Linked DNA regions of Triticum aestivum: region 2 is linked to region 1. The links are chromatin contacts, called in public Hi-C maps. All regions are on one chromosome and are shown on one strand. The core of a region is the stretch at or near the end of the contact, and the rest is flanking DNA. Distances in the headings are between cores, read along the strand shown. Region 1 has its middle 8.9 kb from the start of LOC123152511. Region 2 holds the start of LOC123152523 (beta-galactosidase 11).

Region 1 (2,601 bases), core at 52-2,551:
AATGATATCAACGTGCTGTAACGCTCTTCGGTGTTTGCTAGGCTTGCAGAAAGCAGCTGCCCGGAGGTCAATGTTGAGATCAATGACCACCACTACAACAAAGGATACTACCTAGCTGACGGCATGTATCCTTAGTGGACTACTCTTGTGAAGACAATCTCCAACCCTGCAGGAGAGAAGAGATTTGCCCAAGAGGAAGAGAGTGCTAGGAAGGATGTGGAGCATGCCTTTGATGTTCTTCAATCTCGATGAGGCATCGTTCGGTATCCTCCTAGAACTTGGAGTACCAAAAAATTGTGGGAGGTGATGACTACTTCGTGATCATGCATAATATGATCGTAGAGGATGAGTGTCGGAAACATATCTATGACAAAGGGTTTCAATTTCAGAATGAAAATGTTGTGCCTAAGCATGAAGGAATGGCAACGAATGCACAGTTCACCAAATTTTATCATTAAATGCATGATTGGCAAACTCACATTCAGTTGCAAGATGATTTGATTGAGCATATGTGGGCTCACGTTGGCAACCAATATATTTATCGGCTATCTTATTTTAAAATGTATATGAGACAATTTAAATTTGATTTGTCTTCTAAACTATGAGATATTTTTTTGGTTGTGAAAGTATGATATATTTGTATTTTAGTTTATGTGAACTAGGGCCAAAATTGTGTATGTTTGTAAAAAAAAGGTTAAAAAATAGATGCAGGCCGGCCGTGAGAACGAATGCGTCCATGCGTTGGGCGCACGATCAACCCAAATGCAAAAGAGACGAACGAGTCGATTCAAATGGACAAAAAATGGACAAAACGTACGTCTGTTTGGATCGACGTATTGAAGTTGCTATGAGAAGGCTACGTAGCAACCACCTAGTTGTCGTTTGTTTAACAAACTAGAATTGTGTGTTTTTTCCAAAGAAGCAACACAGAAAGCATGATCCGGCACCGGCAGACACCCACCCATCGAAGGCCTTTGCTATTGCTAGTTAGTCGAGGCAGCTTTGCCATTCCAAGAAACTCCAAAGAGATGAGATGGATAAGAAGCAAGGCCACCGGCCCAACGTCAGCAGCTATAGCTAACCAACCAACCATCACCCACTCCCATGCACGTCATGTCACCCGGGCCCCGCGCCGCAAGGAGAAGACGACAGGAAACGGAAAGGAAAACAAACACCAGCCACAGGCAGCCTACCTAATTCAGCTCGTCCAGTTGCGCCTGTCGTTATTACCCATCTCAGCTCCCACTGATTGAATACATGATAACCATTATACCGTCGCCATCGCCGACGACATCAAGCACGAAATTGGCCGATCCCATCACAAACCGCCAAGCTTCTACACGTCATTTATTTCCGTCCTCATACGGTATCGGATTATCAAACTAATTAAGCACGGAATATTCTCGCGCACGTACCTGAGTAAGCGTGAGATCAACTGTCATTTTTGTACGCAGTTTGCTCAAGGAAGGAAGGAAGCAAGCGCCTTTACGGCGGTGACGGGGCAGGGATAAGCATTGCCGGTAGGCGGTAGTAGTAGTAGCGCACAGCCGGAGAAGATAAGGAGGTGATCCAGTGACGGGGTCGGATGAGGTGTATCAGGTTGGTAGCTGGTGTGGTTGCCATCGTTGTAAAGCCGCTGTATGTCTGCCTCGGCGTCCCCACTGGATACGAATGGGATCGATGCACACACACTCTGGTGGAGCCAGACATGTCCATTTCTGTGTTTACAGTAGACACATACATCAGTTGCCTATCAGTATAGTGTTTGTTTCTTTTTTTTTTCCTGAGAATACTCAAAGGATCTACCTATAAGGGCACAAGCAATGGAAGCACCCGTAGGGTATTGCCCCATCCTCTCCACCTAGATAAAATACGCTGAGCAGTAGTATTATGAAATAAACACTCAATGCAGTAGCTGCCTCATTATGGTCCACGGTTTCTTTCTCTTCCTATTTCTTTTCATCGCATGGATTGAAAGCATGCCTACTCCATACCAGTACATGCTCAACTTTCTTTGGTCAGGGAGGAGCCGGCCTCCTCTGCAGGCATCTGTGTTAATCTTCAGGCAACACGTCGAACTGTTTTGGACCATCCGTGCCTAGGTGGATAGCTGGAGCAGCTATCCACGGTGGCGCGTTGGCCTTGCCCTAACTCTATCTTGTTCGCACACAAATACGTCACCGTGTATCTCTAACACCAAGGGTGATGCATCGTAGCTCACGTCGAAGGAGACCCGTCCGAAAGCGCGATATGCAAGCAATCCGACGGGCATTTTTGTGGACCCGAAACCGCACACGCCTGGGAGAGACCCCATCAAGGCGCACAACGGCTATGAGCTGTCCTAGATCGACCTGATTGCCCCTAGGGCCTCGAGGTTCGCCGTCCCGCAACAAAAAGAACGAACGAAGAATGAGAACAAGAAAACAAGGGAGAAGATAAAAATAAAGGTAAAAGATGATACATTGATTTGTCGATTATGTGTTGTTTAATCAGCCGTCATCTCTCATCTATTTATGAGGCAGCTGGTCTTCCCGTACAAGAAAATGACTCCAAATCTCCTTCAAATCCTTCCAAAATTAGCCGAACTCGGATTAGGTATGT
Region 2 (2,601 bases), core at 27-2,526, 240 kb after region 1:
TTGAACGACGGTGAAAAAGTTATGGACTTAAGATACTATTTTTTTTACGAATCCTCGTCAGAGGGTCAGAAGCTCAGGCATTGCATTATAGAAGAAGAGAGACAATCCAGTTTATAAGAAAAACCAGATCGAAAAACCTAATAGAGTGACTCGTTTATGCGGAAAACCAAACCAACAGCCGCATAAGCGACGAAGCCTCGCCGACCACACGACCCAAGGCTACAATCGCAACAAACACACGAATCCAACGCCGGAGCCGCCGTTCCGACATCCCCGCCCGCATGCAAGCCACAACGCCGCACGACTCAAGCGCCTTGTAGCCCTTGCTACCCGAGATGACCGCCTGCAGACCACGAACACCGTGCCAAACATCCGGGGCCGCTGCCCTGACTTCCAGTCAGACCGACTCCTTAGATCGCGTCGACCGAGCCAACGAACTCACTACCCTCGCAGCACCATGTCGCCGCCCATGCGAAGCAAAGCAGCAGACCTACCCCATAGGCCCGTCGTTGCATGGTCATCCGAGGCCGCCGCCTCGGCGTACATCCACCGTCGGGAGCGCTCCGACTTCCACTACCTCGGCATCCCACCAGAAACACAATAGGCACAAGCGCCACTATCCCAGAAGAATTCTTCGTCTTTCCACTTTGGCCAGAAGCCCAGAAGGGAGAGCGGATCTGTTTTTATTTCACCGAAAAGTTTCATCGATCATTTTTATAGGACGGTAGTGGACACCGAGCGAATCAATGGGATTAAACAAGGAGTAGTACATAGCATATCATGTCTTCCTCTCCTCTCCTACTCACAAGTGTAACATGCATGCATACAGATTAATTATATAAAAAGCCAAAAAAGATCACGGTGAACTATATATCCCAGACTTGAGTTTGAATTAAAAGCTTAAACCAACATATTAGAATAACACCTCATCTTGGCACCAAGGATTTTAGACATGATGTATGCAGCACAAACCCTCTCCTGAGAAGAAAATTTAGAAGGAAACAATGACCAGTAAATTTTAAAAACACTGTTACTCTCTCTGTTCACTTTTGTAAGACCTTTTAGACATTTAATACAGCATCTAAAACAATTCAATTTCAGTTGTCTTAAACAACTTACAAAAATGAACAGAGGGAGTACTATTTTTCAGTTGTCTGTTTTTGAATTCGTCTTGGGTCATTTTCTGTCCGTCCGATCCACACGCATCTCCGCGCGTCTTACGACCTCAGTCTCGCGTGAACCGGGTCTTTTTTTTTGTGTTGTGTTGGGCTTTCGGGTTCGCGGGCGGCGGCCTTTGTCTTAGCTGGGGAAGGGATTGGAAGGGGTTGGCCGAGGCGGCGGAGGGAACGGGGAGCTCCTCGCCGCTCGCTGGTGATTAGCGGCAGGTCGGCCAGGCGAAGACGGCGCCCGGCGAGTCACCCCACAAGCGGGGTTTGTTCGCGGGAGGCGTGCTTCACAGGGAGGGCCGCAGGCAAGAGAGGTGTTGGTCTGGAGAGGAGCTCGGCCGTAGCTACCCCTTCGTGCTCGCCACCAGCAAGCGCCGTCGATGGGTGATGTAGTATTCGCCGGAGCCGGTGGGGCGCAAGGTATACTCCCGTCTCCCTGTTGTCCTCGCTCTGTCCAATTTTTGTTGTTCTCTGTGATCTGCCTCTTTATGTGTTTGACTCAGTTCATCGTCGTGGTCGCCGGGCATAGAGCCATGTCGCAGGGGTTGTTCAGCTAGCTGGTTTTTGGGTAGGAACGTTTTGTGATAGCTTAGTTCACCTCTGCGATTTGGAGTGCTTCATCAGAAACGATCCTGAATATTTTGCAGCCACCTATGCGCGTGTGTCACTCTGTCCCCAAATTTCATCCCCAAATCCGCCTCGTTGTTTTTGGTACTAGATTATTTCACTTCAGTGAATGAGAGCTACTTTTTGGTACTAAATTATTTCAGTTTTAAGCATGTTCTGTACATTATTCAGCTTATTAAGTAATTCCTTCATCATGGAGATGGTTTTGCTTCTCAGGCCCGAGTTTTGGGAGCAAGTTCACAATTATTTTTGGTGTGTTTTTTTCACATTAAAACGAACGGACCTGAATTTTTCCCGTTACCTGTTATGTATTGGCTATTATAATTTTTCAGTATGTTCTGGTGATCATGTTTTGCATTGTAGTGCCTCCAATTCAGGTTTGTTCGAAGTCACTTTCTTCAGGGGCCAACAGTAAAAAATCAGAGCACCCCTGAATTAGTTTCTCTGAACACACCTGAAGAAATCAACATCTACCAGGAGACGGGTCGGCTAGGTTGCGCGCCAGTTGTGAAAGATCGATGTGCCTCGAAGATGGGAGGGCCTGTTTTTTGTTTAGTTCTTTCTTGCAATGGATATAGTTCAAAATGAAGTTCAACTGCAGCAAACTCCAGTTCATATTTTTGAACTACAATGCCTAAAAATCACTTATCCAATCAGGGAGGTTAGACAACTTGTCAGGTTGTAGTAGTTTTTGTTCACAGTTCATATTATCTCCTCTTTTTTCTTTCTATATCATGCAACAGTTTTTTGTTTGTTAGTTCTTTTTTTAGGTGCCTGTTGATTTTTACATATCTGTTTTTTCAATAAT

The links. A called contact is a pair of places that touch in the nucleus more often than the background predicts.
Region 2: a contact with region 1 is called in a Hi-C map of leaf, with 3 times the contacts expected there. The contact joins the promoter of LOC123152523 here to the enhancer-like site in region 1. A contact is called at or near these places in 2 of 5 Hi-C or Micro-C datasets (both in leaf).

The regions. Positions count from the first base shown.
Region 1 is chr7A:289,895,295-289,897,895 of IWGSC CS RefSeq v2.1, forward strand. No RefSeq gene overlaps it. Among protein-coding and RNA genes, the nearest start is that of LOC123152511, 8.9 kb to the left of the region's middle. Within about 2 kb of position 1,302, at least 3 of the 8 cell types and tissues checked have an H3K27ac peak or open chromatin away from gene starts, as enhancers often do. A contact at or near this core is called in leaf, where this site is marked.
Region 2 is chr7A:290,140,152-290,142,752 of IWGSC CS RefSeq v2.1, forward strand. It overlaps LOC123152523 (beta-galactosidase 11), which reads left to right and starts at 1,277. Exons shown (of 11, transcript XM_044572053.1): 1 at 1,277-1,586.